Regions from separate parts of the Mus musculus genome. Here region 1 is linked to region 2. Evidence: chromatin contacts called from public HiChIP or PLAC-seq data. All regions are on one chromosome and are shown on one strand. The core of a region is the stretch at or near the end of the contact, and the rest is flanking DNA. Distances in the headings are between cores, read along the strand shown. Region 1 holds the start of Ddx18 (DEAD box helicase 18). Region 2 overlaps Ccdc93 (coiled-coil domain containing 93).

What was found. HiChIP or PLAC-seq counts read pairs in DNA pulled down with a chosen protein or histone mark.
Region 1: an H3K27ac HiChIP or PLAC-seq map of microglia shows a contact between it and region 2, with 3 times the contacts expected there. The contact joins the promoter of Ddx18 here to the enhancer-like site in region 2. A contact is called at or near these places in 2 of 39 promoter capture datasets (HPC-7-derived erythroid cells and hippocampal neurons), 9 of 484 Hi-C or Micro-C datasets (the G1E-ER4 cell line, the HPC-7 cell line, cerebral cortex and 5 more), 4 of 115 datasets of contacts at active chromatin or transcription factors (double positive thymocytes, effector CD8 T cells, embryonic stem cells and 1 more) and 3 of 9 other capture datasets (adipose tissue, liver and pancreatic islet).

The regions. Positions count from the first base shown.
Region 1 is chr1:121,566,394-121,570,688 of GRCm38.p6, forward strand. Ddx18 (DEAD box helicase 18) reads right to left here and starts at 1,587. Exons shown (of 13, transcript NM_025860.3): 1 at 1,398-1,587. The coding sequence starts at 1,482.
Region 2 is chr1:121,476,663-121,481,042 of GRCm38.p6, forward strand. Ccdc93 (coiled-coil domain containing 93) reads left to right here. Exons shown (of 24, transcript NM_001025156.2): 13 at 1,173-1,235; 14 at 4,153-4,226. Among named protein-coding and RNA genes, the nearest start is that of Gm35243, 48 kb to the left of the region's middle. Within about 2 kb of position 1,874, at least 82 of the 459 cell types and tissues checked have an H3K27ac peak or open chromatin away from gene starts, as enhancers often do. A contact at or near this core is called in the G1E-ER4 cell line, the HPC-7 cell line, cerebral cortex and 3 more, where this site is marked.

The DNA of each region.
Region 1 (4,295 bases), core at 337-2,836, 89 kb after region 2:
CTGTTTACGGCTATATAGAAATTTGTGACAGAAAAATGTCAGCAAGATCACATAATTAAATCAAATGATTAGTAAACAGCAATGAGGAGAAATATATATTTTAACATTAAGCATTTGGCCTGCTGGTGTTGGCACACACCTTTAGTCCTAGTACATGAAAGGCAGAAGCTGGTGGATCTCTATGAGTTTGAGGCCAGCCTGGTATACAGAGCTAGTACTGGAACAGCCACGGCCAAGTGTCTGATAAATATAACTGAATGATATTTACTTCGCATTCCCACAATTATTACTTATATAATTTCACTTCATTCAAACCCAACTTTCCTAGACTTTGGTGAACTGAAAATTCAGTAAACGAAAACCACTCATTAAAACCCTATTAAAGCCCCAAACTATCCTCACAAGTTTTCCATTTTCATACAAAGAGAATGAAGGCAACACCATCTTTAATTTACATCATTACCCACACCAAGAAGTAGCTACTAAGTAGCATTAATTATTCTACAGGTACTAAGTGAAGGAACATCAATACTTTTGCCTAAAATCCACCATCCCCTCTGGGATGTCTTTCAAATACTATCTGTTGAAAATTGCGTGGGTCTAGACAATTATTCAGCGATCCTCAACATACTGATCTCTCGACCCCCCAACCCCCACTACAGTTGTCTCATACCAGATATTTACATTACGATTCATAATAGCAAAATTACAGCCATGAAGTAGCAACGAGGTTATTTTATGGTGTGTGTGTGTCAACACAATATGAGGAACTGTATTAAAGGGGTACAGCATTACAAAGGCTAAGAACCCCTACAGGTAGGTAACCTAAACAAGCTACAGAAACTGCAACAAGAAAGTGACATGTGTAAATTTTTCATTTAAGCCCTTGTGCCAAAACCAAGACGTTAAGGAATTCACTAAGTTGTGCGCGACAAAAAACACTGGGAGGGTTCTGCCTAACATATGAAGAGGATCGCTGCAGGAATGAAAAGAACGGGTTTGGGGGAGAGAGCTGTATCACTGGGAAAGCTCCGAGGAAAACAATTCGTAAGTTTGGGCAGGGGATGAGATCGAGCAATTAAGTGAAAGTCGGGAACCGTAATGGATACAAAGTTCTACGTGGGGACTAAAGATGCTGATGGGGGGGTCTAGGGTAATCTGCAGGTTTTCTTGCCAATAGAAAGTTGGGGAAGAAAGTCCGAGGCCTCCCGCTTTCACCCTGAGTCGAGAAAGCCACGCCGGCAAAGGGCAGAACCAATGAAGGGTCCACGGGGGCTGGGACCCAGGCGGCCTGCTCGTGCCGCGCATCCCCGGCTCCCGCCGGAAGCTGCCCAGCGCACCGCCGAGTTCCTGGGTTCCCCACGTCGTTCGCCAGTGCGGGGTTCAGCACAGCTCACCTTGCAGCTTCAGGTTTCGCTGCCGCAGCTTGGCATTCCGCTTCTCGATCTTCCTGCGCAGGAGTTTCATCTGTAACTGCGACATCTTGCCAGGCCGCCCAGCCGTCTGCACCGAGACAGATGCACGTGCGCAATTGCAAGTCGGAAGTGTACCGCTGGAGCCTGCGGACCCGCGGGGCGGAAATGCTTCGGGCGGAAACAGTTCCTGGTGAGAGCTGGGTTCCCTTTGGAGACCGAATTTCCTGCAGCGCCCCCTGGCGACTGGAGGACGACTCGTTGTGAACCCGTTCGCCTTGCTAATGGCCCCAGAGTTTTACAAACCAAGACTGCACAATAAAAAAGCCGATTGGAAGACGGAATTCCTTGTGGCTCAGAAGAGTCTCTTTCCCTTCACTGCTAGAGAGGTGCCAGTATCCTGTCAGAAGAGGTTTAAGTCTTAAAACCTTCTTGGGAGACGGGGATGGTGGTGTTCACCTTTAGTCTCAGCGTGAGGGAGGCAAGAGCAAGTGGATCTCTGAGCTGAGACCAGCCTGGTCCACAGGGCAGCACTCCACCCCTCCACCCCAGTGCCTTCCAAACAAAACAAAAAGACTAAAGAAACAAAAACAAAAACCCAACAACAAACCCACTTCAATTTGGACCCTGTATCACACAAACGTCTTTTCTCACCGTATAGTTTTCCCTCAATTTTTCAGGGCGTTGCACTCTTCTTTTCTTTTCTTTTCTTTTCTTTTCTTTTCTTTTCTTTTCTTTTCTTTTCTTTTCTTTTCTTTTCTTTTTTTCTCTTTTCTTTTCTTTTCTTTTTTTCTCTTCTCTTCTCTTCTCTTCTCTTCTCTTCTCTTCTCTTCTCGTCTCTTTCTTTCTTTCTTTTTCTTTCTTTCTTTCACTTTTGTGCTAGTTTGCGGTAGATGTATGGTGAATGACATAGGTAAAACACTGAATTTTTACACAACTTCCACGAAGACAGAAACACAGTTACAGAAAACATACCGACAGGGAAGTTCGTGCGCTGCCTGAGAAAGATCCTGGTTTCAGGATGGACATTTGGGTGATGTCTTCCTTCAGCCTCCATTGTGCATAGATTGTGTGTGTGTGTGTGTGTGTGTGTGTGTGTGTGTGTGTGTGTGTGTGTGTGTGTGTGACAGAGAGAGAGAGAGAGAGAGAGAGAGAGAGAGAGAGAGAGAGAGAGAGAGAGTCAGCAGTCAGTCAGTCCCGGGATGGGCATGCAGATAGAGTCTTTAATTCAGTATTGCAGTTCTGGGTATTGAACCCAGGGCCTCTTTCATGTCAGTCACCATTCAATGGAGCTACACATTACTCCTAAGTCTATAGAAGTATTATAATTGGGGCTGAGGAGATGCCTTAGTCTATAAAGTGATTGCCTTGCAAATACAAGCCCTGAGTTCCATCTACCTCTCATAGGAAGAAAGCCAGTTGTACTGGTGCTCAGAGGCCAGCATCCCTGTAAGACCAGGTCTAGGAGAAACCATGTCTCAAGATGGATAGTGACTGACATCTGTGATGGCTATTCTTGTTGTCAAATTGACTACCTCTGGAATGAACTACAATCCAGAAAAGGAGGGCACACCCGTGAAAGATTATTTTTCTTGGTCTAAAGTGGGTGAATACACTTCTAGTTCAGACCTTTGAGGGAAGAAGACAAACACATTTGATCTGGATCTTAAGGCTGGAAGGTACACATTTAATCTGGGCCACATCTTCCACTGGAAGGTATAAGGACATGAACATGGTCTTTGCCTGCTTGCCTTGGTCTTGCTAGCCCATCTTTTCTTCACTGGCATTAGAACCTACTTCTTTGGGATTTCAGCATATACTGAAGACCAACTGAGACCACCTTGTGGCCTGAGCAACTACTGGATTCTTGGACTTTCTGTTCACAGCTAGCCACTGCTGGATTAGCTGGTCTGCAGTCTGTAAGTCATTCCAATAAATTCTATCCTGTCTGTCTGTCTATCTATCTATCTATCTATCTATCTATCTATCTATCTATCTATGTAGAGTCATCCTATTAAATTCTGTTACTTCAAAGAACTCTGACATCCAAGGATATCCTTTGATGAAAACACACATGCACAAACATGCGCGCGCGCACACACACACACACACACACACACACACAGGGGTGGAGTGGAGAACATTTAAATTACACAACTATGCTTTACCCATGCTATTCTTTGAAATTTCTCCTGGGATCCTTGAACCAAGAATAGTGTCGTAAAGTAAAATGTAGATTCTTATATTTTAATCAGAGAAGAAGGGCTTTGATTCATGGGATAAATCAGTCTGTTGTACCAACACCTTAGAATCGTTAGAAGTAATGATCACACTTGCTCTAATCTCTGAAATAAGGCTCTTTCTTTACCTTTGTTGTTGTTGTTATTGTTGAACTGAAGATTAAATCCTGGTCTTTAGGCATAATGGCAGGAATCATATCCCCAGAACACACGAAGTGATCGTCTATGATCTTTTCAATACCATTTTCTACAAAATTCACCACTCTATAGTATATAGGAGTCTTCAAAGTGCTGCATTACTGTAAATATTCTATAAATTAGCATGCCATGCTGCTATTTCACAGCCTGGTTGTCTTTAGGCAATCAAATGGCTGTTGCCTGTAGGGTCACAAAAGCTATAGGGCTAGAACAGACTAAATTTGAAATATTTTCTTTGTGTGTGTGTTTGTGTGCACTTGGGCATGTGTATATGTGTGCAGGTGCCTATGGAGGGCACAAATCAATGACCTGTGTCTTCTTCAATAGCAAGTCTGTTTTATTGTTTTGAAACAAGAGTCTGTCACTGAGTGGAGAATTCACTGGTTCCCCCGGACTCTCTGCCTACACTTTCCAGGAATCTTTCTGTCTCTGTCCACGAGTTTCA
Region 2 (4,380 bases), core at 624-3,123:
CATGAATAAAGTTTCACTGGAACAGCTAAGCACTCACCTACTTGCCTGTTTTTCTGTGATTGCTTTCAAGCTACTGTAGCAGAGTTGAACAGTGGTAACAGAGACCAAATGGCCCACAGACATAAACTAGGTACTGCTTGGCCCTTGATAGGAAAGGCTTATTAACTCGGATCACAGAAGTACAGAGCAAGGCAGGAAAGATGGATTAGCCTCCACTGGCTCTTTTTGCACTTGCAGAGGACATGTATTCTAACTCCCATCACCCACACTTGCTGCTCACAGCTGGCTGTAACTTCAGGGGCCTGACACCCTTTATTGCCTCTGCGGGAACCTGCATGTGTGCACAAGCATGCTAGTGTGCCCGTGCATACACACAGACACACATGTGAAAATATACAGGACCAAAATGGTATTTCTTTGCTCATGTGTAGTATTGTGTATGTTAAATGCTAAGCAAAATTACAGAAGTGAGTGAACAGTGGGCCAGGGCCTTGCCTGCCAGGACCCTAAGGTGTAATGGAGACTTGCGGTGAATGAAACAGCCATCACACTGCCACTCAGTTACAGTTGCGGTGACATGGTAACTGCTAAGGGGAAGTCTGGGATGCTGGGACTAATAGAGCTAATGGAGCCCAAGGTCATGGCTGACTGCATCTGGAGAGATAAATGGGCACTGGCTGAATGGAAGGCCTGTGTGGAGCTGTTGAGGAGCCTGGTGGGGATGTATAAAGCAACGCTGGCAAAGGCGAAGGGAGGGAGAGTTGGCCGGTTCTTTTCTGATGGTTGAGAAGTTGAGTGACTGTGCAAGCATCAGGCCCTAGTAAGTTCAGTTCCCCAGGTCCAGATGGAAAGCCTCGGCATTGCTGTATGCACCCATAATCCTCCTCGTGCCAAGGCCATGCTCCACGCTGGTTTCCGGGTGTGGCTTATTTTCTCTTCTCTGCAGCCTAAGACATAGCTCACTGGTAGACTGTTGGTCATGCATGGAACCCTAGCTTAACTCCCTAGCACTGGAATAAGTAAAAGTGGATAAAAATGAAAGTCCTTCTGTGTAAGTCTGTTTTAAGCCGATCTGGGTTTCCACTTTCTCATTGTAAAAGAGGGGTCCCATCGAAGTCTGTACTGAGTAAAGGACTCCATTCAAGCAGATGTCCTTTTTCTCTCACTCACAGCTGCAAGCGAATCATACCAGCCTCAAAGCCAAGTACAGCGACAGGAAGAAGACACTGACAGAGGTAAGCAGACCTCCCCCACCACACCCCCAACACACCTGCACTGTGACCTCAGGGCCCTCAGTCACCACTCACATACATGCTGATAGCACATGACACTCATGAAGACAGCCCCAAAGCCACTCCAGGAAAGCTGGACACTAGCTGGCTGTCACATTAGCAGCATGGGCTACCAGCTCTAGCGTATATAGGTGTATCACCCACAAGCCTACCAGTCACAACTCAGACTCCCTAGATGGAAGGGTAATTCCCTTTGAACGAGCACTGTCTTTCCAGATCTCTGTGGGCGGCCAAACATTGTATCTAAAGTGTATATTGCTCTGTAGTATTTCTCTAGTCAGAATTCATTTATAAATTGGTTCACTGTTTTTTACCTGTGCTCCATTGTTTGTGTACTCTGGGTTTTGTGTTCATCTGGTTTAATGTTTCCTCTCGCTATCTCTCTATACTACTGTCTATTCTTCCCAGTTTCTTGGTCTGTTACTGACAAAACCCCTGACAGGAAGCAGCTTGAGGAGGGGAGGCGTTAGTTTGGCTGGCAGTTCGAGGATGTAATCAGTTGTGGTAGAGAAGTTGAGACAGCAGGAACTGTCTGAGTTGAGCAGCTGGTCACACCTCACCCAGCCAGGCGACAGGCAGATGACTGCCAGTGCTCAGCTCAGGTTCTCCTCTTTCTGTAGTCCAGGTCACCAGCCTTGGGGGTGGTGCCTCCCACGTACAGGGTAGGCCTTCCCAGCTCAGTGAACCTCCTGAGAAACTCACAGGCTTGCCCAGAGGCTAACCTGGCCTGGCTAATCCATTACACGTGTGCCCAGAGCTTGTCTCATGAGTGATTCTAGATCCTGGCAAGTTGACAGTCAGTATTAGCCATCACGACAGCTTGCCTCCATTGTTCTGCAGAAGGGTGCTGCCTTCTGTGTGGTAGATCAGCTGACGGTAAGAGCTACTCAGAGCTGGGAAACTTCCCATTCTCTCTGCTGTTGCCAGCAATCTGGGGCTCTCAGATGCTCTCCTCTGGGTAACGGTCTGTCTTCGGTGCTCTGTCAACCCAGCCTCGCTCCCCTAATACAGGCCGTAGCCCTACAAGCCATTCTTCCCACCTGTGCTGGCTAGCACTCCATACCTGACTCCCGTCTGTTCCCTGTGAGTTAAGCCACCTCCGGGTTCCAGCATCATAGCCTGGATTATTTGGAGACTTGGAGTGAGAGGGTTTGATGAGACACCTGACCGCACTACTGCCATTTTCAGCTAGGGATTTTTTTAAACCTGTGTTTTGTTTGAATGAGTCACATATTCACACAGTTCACAAAAACCTCACAAAACACAAAAAGTGAATGCCTGTAACCCACCATCTGTCTACTCACTCCAGGGTAATAAAAGCACAGCCAGTATTTTCTGGATCTTTCAAGAACTGTTTTGGTTTTATAGCAATTATACCCTACATACTTGTGCACGGTCCCTCTTTATAATTTTGTTTGTTTGTTTGTTTGTTTGTTTAGCGTGTGTTGGGGGTGCTGTTAAGTGTGCCACAGCACTTATGTGGAGGTCAGAGGACAACTTGTGGGAGTTGATTCTCTTCCACCATGTGGATTCCAGGACCTGGAGTCAGATTATCGGGCTGTTACTGAGTCATCTCATCAGCCCACATCTGCGTACTTTATCTGCTTTAGGAGTTTGCCATGGTCATGGTTTTATACTTTGCTCTCTAGATCATTGTAAAAGGTGTACTTTACAATAGAAGGGGCGGAGAGATGGCTCAGGGGTCAAGTGCCTGCTGCATAAAGACCTATCTATGTTCAGAACCTAATTGTCCAGGTAAGAGCCTGGCACATTGTGGCACCTGGGACCCCAGCACTGGGGCTCACTAGGCAGCGAGGATAGCGAAACCATGACTTCTATTTCAGTGAGATATCAGGTCTCAAAAATTAAGGTAGAGAAGCAAAACTAGACGAAGACTTCTCTGCATCAGCCTCTGCCTCCACGTGCACACCAAGCACAGGCAGTGTATCCGTACACACTCATATACCATACACAAAAGTATATTGCTGTACGTTAACATCTGCATTTTCTTAAAGATTTGTTTCATTAGTGGATTCAGAAAACCATTTGTCTTGTTAGGGTTTCTGTTGCTATGACAACACTGTGATCAAAAAGCAAGTTGGGGAGGAAAGGGTTTATTGATTTTAATTTGCCATTCATCAGTGAAGGAAATTGGGACAGGAACTCAAACAGGGCAGGGACCTGGAGGCAGGAGCTGGTGCAGAGGCTGTAGAGGAGGGCTGCTTACTGGCTTGCTCATCACAGTTTGCCCAGCCCACTTTCTTATAGAACCATCAGGCCAGAGATGGAGCCACCCACAATGGGCAGGGCCCTCCCTCATTGGTCACTAATTAAGAAAATTCCCTACAGGCCTGCTTACAGCCTGATCTTACAGAGACATTTTCTCAACTGAGGCTCCTTCCTCTGATGACTCCAGCTTGTGTCAAGTTGACACAAATTCAGCCAGTACACCACTCAAGAGGCTGGGAAGTTTCAGCCCTGCCATACTCTCCCACTCTCTCTCATTCTTCCTTTCCCCCTCTCTCTTCCCCCTCTGTGTGTGTGTGTGTGTGTGTGTTTATACCCACCCGCTTTCCTGCTCCAAGGCTGTTTGTTTTCCCTCCTCTGTCTGCTGCACTGTGAGGTCATCACCAGTGTCTCCAAAGCCGGAGCAGCATTTAGTGGGTTTTGACTCTGACCTCCCTGGCACCTTCCCTCTAACCCATCTGTCTGGCCCATCTATTTTCTCAGTGTGCAACCAGATCCAGTGGGCTCAGTCATCTATCCAAAATGAGCGAGGAAGCCGGGTGGTTCGTGGAGCACACCCTCCTGTTTGCTTTTAAGTCTTCATAGCTAATGGTGAACCTGCTCTCTCTTGCAGTTGAAGGATCATGGTGAGAAACTAGACAAAGAGCAGGCAGCCCTGGAGAAATTAGAAGCCAAAGCCGACCCAAGGTAAGGCTTTCTGCATGTGCCACCATCTTTTTGAGGAAACTGGCTGCAGTGTCTGATGCTTGTTTTGTCTGATCAAGGGACAGAATAGCCAGAGGTCATGGGCTGGTGCTCCATTTCCATTCAGTTAATGTCACGTGACCAACAGGGACCAGCA